Linked DNA regions of Mus musculus: region 1 is linked to region 2. Evidence: chromatin contacts called from public Hi-C data. All regions are on one chromosome and are shown on one strand. Each heading gives the region's core, a stretch centred on a gene start, on an enhancer-like site or on the middle of the called end of the contact. The rest is flanking DNA. Distances are from core to core; before and after follow the strand shown.

Region 1 (3,885 bases), core at 449-2,948, 110 kb before region 2:
ATTCTTCAGGTAAAGAATGTGGGGGAGACTAGCTGCATCGTGGGTGGATGGGGAGGGAAGGAGGGGTCTGACTCACAGGTTTCTCGCTTAGGAAATAGGGGTGCTGCTGATACCTGGAAGATAAGGACTTCCGAGTCAAGCTGGCAGGTTTTGAGAGAGTGTTAACAGAGATGGGAAAACTTTAGTTTTTGAGGAGGTGTGTGGCACACCCAAGTGAGAGGGTCTCCCTGTGATCCTACATTTTTCTGGGTACCTGCCAAAGCCAGGGTGGTTGTCCGAAGTAAGGAGTACCCTTAGGAGATCGAAGCCCTTGGTCTTGGTACCTGGGCCCATCTCAGATCCAGGAGGTAGAGCTGACAGCCTCTCCCTTCAGGTGACAGCGTTGGACATTGGACCTGGCCCTATCGTTTTTGGGCTTGGGAGTGGGCGCTCAAGAGCCTTGCGGTGCCCTTGCAAACTTGGGAAGCACAAGGAAGGGGTGGACTCTCGGCCTGTCATTTTCTCCCTCAGTGATCTTAGAGAAAGTTGCTTTGCCCCTTCCTGCCTCAGTTTCCCCATCTGCACACAGACCCGAGGACCCTCTGTAACCTGCAGGCGCCACTTCGCCATTACTAGCATAGGGCGCGGGGAAGAGGCGCAGGTTGCGGTGGCGTCTTCTTAGTCCGATGTCACCCTGGAGGCTCGCAAGCAAGGAGCTGCGAAGAGCCAGAGCTGCCGGGGCGGGGCGGGACCGGACGGGCTGGGCCCGGATCAGCGCTGACTCCGAGCCTGGCGGGGGGGGGGGTCTAGGCTCGAGCCCAGGGCGCCCTCCCCGCGCGTGCCGCGTTACTGACAGCGTCAGAACAAAAGTGGCCGTCTGCTCTGCGCACTTGGCGTCCCGCAGGCCGGGCCTAGCACCGCAGCCCGTCGCCTCACGCATCGCCGCCGTGCCTTCGACCCTTCCACCCGAGCGCGCTCGGCTCTTTCCGCCGCGGCCGGCGCAGGTGGAGGGGCGGGGCGGGGGCCGTGCGTGGTGACGCCGCGGGGGGGGTGACGTACAAGCGTGCCCCGCCCCCTCCCCCTCCCCGTTCAGGCTCTGGAAAGAGAAGAAAAAAAACTTTCTTTTTTTTTTTAATTGAGGAATCAACAGCCGCCATCTTGTCGCGGATCCGACCGGGGCTTCGAGCGCGATCTACTCGGCCCCGCCGGTCCCGGGCCCCACAACCGCCCGCGCACCCCGCTCCGCCTGGCCGGCCCGCTCCGCCCGGCCCTCGGCGCCCGCCCCGGCGGCCCCGCTCGCCTCTCGTCTCGGCCTCCCGGAGCCCGGCGGCGGCGGCGGCGGCGGCGGCGGCACGGGGTGGGGGGGCCGCGGCGCGGCGGCGGCCCCGCTCGGCGCATTGTTTTTCCTCACGGCGGCGGCGGGCCGCGGGCGGGCGGCGGAGCCCAAAGCCCCCCGGTCGTCCGGCCGCGGGCGAATTCATTAAGTGGGGCGCGCGGGGGGGGGGGGTGGCGGCGAGGCGGCGGCGGTACCACCATGTTCCCGGGCGCCGCCTGAGCCGCGGGGCCGGGCGCCGTCGCTGCCAGCCGGGCCCGCGGAGGCGGCCGGGCCGCTTGGGTGCCCGGGCCGCGGAGTGTCGCGCTCGGGAGGCGGGCAGGGGATGAGGGGGCCGCGGCCGGCGGCGGCGGCGGCCGGGGGCGGGCGGTGAGCGCTGCGGGGCGCTGTTGCTGAGGCTGAGATTTGGCCGCCGCCTCCCCCACCCGGCCTGCGCCCTCCGCGGCCCGGCCCGCGCTCCTGCGCTCGCTCCTCGCTGGCTCGCCTGCTCGCAGCCGCCGGCCCGACCCCCGTCCGGGCCGCGTCGCGCCGCCCGCGCTCAGGGCTGTTTCCGCGAGCAGGTGAAGATGGCCGAGAACTTGCTGGACGGACCGCCCAACCCCAAACGAGCCAAACTCAGCTCGCCCGGCTTCTCCGCGAATGACAACACAGGTGAGGCTGGGTCTAGGCTCGCTGTCAGAGTTCGGGGCAGGGAGGGGGTTGAGGGTCGCAGTGGCCAGAGACTCTGTCCCGGGCCTTGGGATGCGCTTCCCTGGTCGGGAGGAAAAGTGAAGCGGGGGCGCGGTCTAGTGTCCGCACGCGTGGCCGGCCGGGATGACAGCGGAGGGGACCTTGGAGGTTTGGAGTAAGAGAATGCGACCAGAGGCAATGAGGGCTTTCAGGATCGGACCCCCCACTCTAGGCGGTGCAGTCGCGGACACAGCTGCTGCCTTCTTAGTTGCGACGAGTTGCGACGGAGAAGTTTCTTGGAATGTGTTGCTTGGGAAAACGCTTAGTGGTTATTTAGAAAGTCTTGATTTTTTTTTTTTTTTGATCACCTAGTATTTTTTTTTCTCCAAAACCCCAAACCTCATGTGCGAGTTGTCATCAAAGTTGCTGTGGTGTCTTTCATTTACATACGTAACCTTAAAAAGAAGCTAGCAGGCTTTTAAAAGTCCATTTGGGCTCCAGTCTGCCTTTGAGGTTGGAATGGTTTTACACTGGAGATGAAAAATTAAAAAATTAAGGACTTTGAATCTTTCAGGGAAAGAGAAAAGCAAGATAATCTTAAATCTTTTCCCCAACTCACAAAATAGCTTCCGTGCAAACTTTCTTAGGTGATCGGATCGGGTACCCAAGACTTCCCTGTTCATTCAGTAATTCAGAGTACTTCTGGACAGCTCTGATAACCTTGCCAATTATTCGTATTTCCCCTTTTAAGCTCTCCTTCGAAATATAAACTCGTATGCTGCTGTGAACAATGCCGGCTCAGCGCAGCTAGCACTTTTCCAGTACGTACTTGTAGCGGCATCTGAAAATCAGTTTCTGATGAATGGGTCCAAATCAAATTACATTGCTGCCTGCAGATTGGCGCTAGATACAGATGTTCAAGTTGTGGAACTCTGTGACTTTATACAAGTGTATTTAAAAATATTTCTGCTTTTGAAACAAAACTTAGATTTCACGGCTTCAGTTTGAAGTGCTCCTGAAATCCAGTCATGAAAGGAGAATGTTAATGTAGAAATGAGAGGGGAGTATTCTCCCTCCATCATTTTTCAGGAGATTTTTGTTGACTTAAAATTTGTTGAGTGGTAGAAAGGAGTAAATAAATAATTCACAGGTAGGTAGGGAAAAGTCACTTTTCTTTTTAAATGACAAGTTGTTTGATGTTTATTTTCATAAAAATCTTATTGATGAAAAATGTTGAAACAGTGGTTTAAGCACACTTGTGCAAAGTAGAGCTAGCTCCCTTGCTTTAGTAATGTTGCTGTGCTCGAGCCAGAAGACTGTAATCATGTGAGATGTAGATCATACCAGGCAGGTGTTGTCCTCAAGTTTATCCTCTGACACTGCTAACTGGAAGACTTCAGCTTTGCTGTTACTGAGTGAACTTGAAGATTTTTCTTAGAAGTGGGGCAAATTAATAAGACCACAAAAAGACCTGTAGTATCTTATATATCCAGAGGTTTACAAGATGGAACCCAAAAGAAGATGGCTTTTCCCCTCCCTCCTCCTCCTTTTCTTCTTCTTCTTCCTCCTTTTCTCCCTCCTCCTCCTCTTCTTCCTCCTCCTCTTCTTTCCTCTTCCTCTTCCTCCTCCTCCTTTTTCCTTTTTTTTTTTTTTTTTTTGTGTGTGTGTGTAGCTTCTCTGGATTGTCAGATATTTACTTACTGTGTTGCTGACCAGAGCAGACTTATCCAAAAGAATCTTCTGCACGTGAGCACTTTGTCCCTTTCTCTTTCCACTTTTTGCCCAGGAGACGCAGAAGAGTACTTTCACATTTACAGATATGTGAAACAAGGGGTAGTAGTTTCTAATGATTCTGATTTAGATGATCAAAGAATAAGACGGCATTCATATTGAAAGGGTGTAAG
Region 2 (4,105 bases), core at 225-2,724:
TTTAGGCTCCATGCAATCCTAGTATTCACTTCTTGAAAGCATTTGCATTTTGGAGCCGGATCAAACCTGTCGTTGTTAGTGATGATGGCCTATGATGCGTGCAATGAGACCGAATGCTAATCAATGCTTTGCCTTGGCTTTCTGCTCTGTGTTGTCTGGTGTTTGCGTCTTACCTCTGTGTCTGTGCTATTTGTCCCCTTCCCTGTTCTCTAATTCTGCCCTTCCCCACCTGCCCCTGTTCCTTCCATTGTCCTCACTGACCCATCAATCAACCAACAACGCCCCCCCTTCGTCGTGGTGCTCTGCCCTGCTCTGATTGGTGGCTTCGTTGCTTGGGTGGCTGTATGTTGTGATGGACCAGTTCACCCAAGTATGGCCTTCTTGCTGACAGGTATCATTTCTGTGAGAAGTGTTTCACAGAGATCCAGGGCGAGAATGTGACCCTGGGTGACGACCCTTCCCAACCTCAGACGTAAGTATGATCTTGTCATCCTTCCTTATGTTCATGACTAAAGAAGAAGCTAGAATGTACCATTTTGAGTTTTGTACAATTTGTGTTTTCTTTTTCTTCACATTGACTATACCCACATTAAATATAAACTGGTTGCATGAACACAGATACTTGTACTTCAAGGTGTAGGTGTCAGCCAAACAGCAACACTGATTCTCCATCTTGTTCCATTCGAGGCAGGATTAGTTCAGTTAGTCCTTGACCTTCATATATCTCACTGACAAATAGATTTTTTTCAGGGTGATGGGTAACCTTTGCTTGAAAAAATGTTCAACCTCAAGTTATATCTAAGAAGCCAGGCAGCCTTATTCACAGAAAATAAATTATATACATATCACCACCACCACCTTTAAAAAAAAAAAAACCCAAACTTTTGGTGTTATACTGAACCTTTTAAACCTATGGTCTTTTTAAGCAACTGAGCTAATGCAGGTTAGATTCAAATTCCCTATTCACATTTTCTAGTAAATGTAAAAAAAAAAATATATATATATATATATATATATATATATCTCATGCCTTGCTGGTGGTCTGAGTCTGCTACGTCGGTGCATCCAGCATGTATGTTAACTCATTCCTACATTTCTCTGCTTACCTTATGATAATGTTCTTTTTGAGTGTCAGTGTAACCAAACCATAACAAGAGAATTGAGAACCACAGTGTGTACTTGACTTTTGTGAAATACCCAAAGGCCTGCTGGCCTGCACATCTGCCTTTAGCCTGCTGGGCATTTTATGTTTCTCTTTTTCTACTACTAAGTTCCCTAATCGTCCATGTTGGACGTCTGGCTCCAGAGTTACTATGTCTCAAAAAGCAGGAAATCTATGCTCCAGAAATAATCTGTTACCCTTGTCATCTTATTTCTTTGGTCTAATTGGAGTTAATCATTGAATTGGTGGTGGTAGGAATGGGAGAAGGCTGATCAATAAGTGCTAAGGTTCACTTAGATACTGGCAAAAGCTATGGAGTCCTCTTGAACAGTATGGTGACTGTAGATAGCAGTTATGTGTTGTACATTTCAGAAAGCCTACAAGGAAGGAGTTTGAATGTTTTTCTGCACACCTCCCCCAAGTATTGGAGATGGTTAGTATGTTTAGTCTAACTTAAGAGTACACAGTGTGCACAAGTGTCAGATACCATGTACTATACTATTCATATGTCCAACTTAGAAAGTTTTTGTATGTGACTTAGAATAAAACCTAAAGCTGCAGAAAGGGGGCAGTGCGATGAATTGATAGGTACAGGTACTTTCCTTGCAAGCCTGGCAACCTGAAATTTATCCCTGTACCTACATGAAGGTGGAAGGAGAGAACCAACAACTTGACAAAACTGTTCCCTGATCTCCACACAAGCACTGTGGCATACATGTACACACACACACACACACACACACACACACACGTAAGTACTCCTTTTTTTTCCTCAAGAAACAACCATCAAAAAAAAAAAAGTTATATAATTGCATACAACAGAAGTAGTTCACATACACTCAATTGAAACCCAAATAATCCACCCTTCCAAAATGGGATATCCTCAGTGGATGCTCACCTTGCATTGAGGGTATGTTGCCATTCCACTGTGGTCTTAGTTCAACTTAGCACCATATGAACTTGATGAAAATAAACATGTTTAAATCTCAACACAATTTTGCCATCATATTCTGATGAGTCTTAATTAAATTTTAGAGTAAAGCTAATAGTTTTTTGAAACATATTTTTAGGAAAAAAAAAGTTTGTATAGAAATATATGTGAGTCAATAAAGATTTTTCTTTTTCTTTTAAATAAGGACAATTTCCAAGGATCAATTTGAAAAGAAGAAAAATGATACCTTAGATCCTGAACCGTGAGTATACACACACACACACACACACACACACACACACACACACACACACACACACACCTACCTTTTGTTGTTTGTTTTTCTATTCTTTCTTTTCTTTGTTTTTGAGATAGGTTCCCTCTTTGTGTCTCTGGTTATCCTAAATTGCCTTTACCTTGAAGAGTGATGGGATTAAAAGTCTGCATTACTCTACCTGGCTTTTTTTTTTACCTTGAATCTTAGATGAGGAAAGTTATTACCTGTGATTAGATTATGGGATAATAAAAGTGGGGTTTCTTTTGGGAAGTTATCTAAAATTCAAAGTAGATTTCTCTAACATATTCTCCTATTGCTGGATTTTAATAGTGATAAGATTATGTGGGTGTTTTAGTTCTTTTTGGACATCCCAAGAGTCTGGTCATAGGCATCTTTAAGGACTGCTCAGGGTTACTCTGTAACAAACAGAGGCAGTAACTTGAAGTGCTAATATCATCCCAGAGAAATTCCAAAATGAAAACATCTTGGGTCCACCATCTAAAAATCTGTCTTGTGCCACTGTCTTCACTCAGGAGCATGGCTTCATTTGCAAATGTTGATGTCCACAAATTGTACATGGTGTGTACAAGTGTCAGATACCATGTACTATACTATATCATTCATATGTCCAACTTAGAAAGTTTTTGTATGTGACTTAGAATAAAACCTAAAGCTGCAGAAAGGGAGCAGAAATGGCTTTTATAGCTCAGGACAGATCTGAACCTAGCAGTAATTACTTTGTTCTCTTGGCCCCAAATCTCCCAGATCCAGAGAGGTCAATTGCTATAATGGAATATGCTGACTCTCCATCCACGCTGCATTTCCTTCAGGAAGGTTACTTCCTCCATCCTATCTGATACCTAGGGACAGAATTATATATAACTATATAATGAATGCTGGTGTGTGTGGAGTTCCCACGACACACACTTGGACCTTTAGTGAAAATTCAGTTTTGTTTCTGAGTCACCGTGTTATGTTGTCATGTTGTTGTCATCCCCCAAGCCTATCTACCACCCCCATGTTAATGATGTATTTTATATGTATCGTTTGCTTAAATGTATCTATATACAGGACATGTGTGCCTGGTGCCCTTGGTGGCGAAAATGGGGTATCAGAGTTACAGCTGGCTATGTTTATTGGGAGGAGGTGAACTTGGGTCCAGTGTTCTTCACCCCTGAATCATCTCTCCAGCCCTTTTTGTGTGGGTTTTAAGTTTCTTTTTGTAGCAACAGATGAATGCAGGCAGCAAGAGGCACAGTGTCCTTGGTTCCATAGGTGAAGACTTTTAATTTAGTGTTGGCACAGCAGTGTCACCATTGGGGTTGGTCTCCTGGAGTCCGTGATTAGAAAGAGGACCCACATGGAACACTGTGGGACAGTGGCGGCATTACTTGGTTGTGACAACCAGCTAAAGTCATGATGAGGTCTCCTCCCCATACACTACTTGGTCATTCATGGTCTTCACTCCATCAACCAAGTGCATCACCAGTTTCTGAAGTGAGCTTGGTTGACCTCTCTTGGTTGGAGTCCACTAAGAGAAGGGCATAATATTCTTAACATAAAGGGAGGAAAGAAACAAGATACTCAAAACATACATGCCGCAGAATTGATTGGCCAGTCAAGCCTGAGTGTAAAGATCTACTCTCATGGGATGTGGTGATGGGGGCACTTAATGAATTTAACCACATGTTTTGAGGAGCAGCTTTGATTGCAGTGTAGAAAGACCACCTCTAAA

What was found. A called contact is a pair of places that touch in the nucleus more often than the background predicts.
Region 1: a Hi-C map of liver shows a contact between it and region 2, with 2.0 times the contacts expected there. The contact joins the promoter of Crebbp here to the enhancer-like site in region 2. A contact is called at or near these places in 22 of 39 promoter capture datasets (the 3T3-L1 cell line, 3T3-L1-derived adipocytes, the C10 cell line and 16 more), 1 of 15 datasets of contacts at CTCF or cohesin (the NIH/3T3 cell line), 26 of 484 Hi-C or Micro-C datasets (the G1E-ER4 cell line, the HPC-5 cell line, the MNK3 cell line and 18 more), 23 of 115 datasets of contacts at active chromatin or transcription factors (the 230-238 cell line, the NIH/3T3 cell line, the SCID.adh cell line and 15 more) and 3 of 9 other capture datasets (adipose tissue, liver and pancreatic islet).

Annotation. Positions count from the first base shown.
Region 1 is chr16:4,211,217-4,215,101 of GRCm38.p6, reverse strand. Crebbp (CREB binding protein) reads left to right here and starts at 1,698. Exons shown (of 31, transcript NM_001025432.1): 1 at 1,698-1,963. The coding sequence starts at 1,879.
Region 2 is chr16:4,097,925-4,102,029 of GRCm38.p6, reverse strand. Crebbp (CREB binding protein) reads left to right here. Exons shown (of 31, transcript NM_001025432.1): 20 at 392-472; 21 at 2,299-2,355. Among named protein-coding and RNA genes, the nearest start is that of Trap1, 22 kb to the right of the region's middle. Within about 2 kb of position 1,474, at least 7 of the 459 cell types and tissues checked have an H3K27ac peak or open chromatin away from gene starts, as enhancers often do. A contact at or near this core is called in cortical neurons and liver, where this site is marked.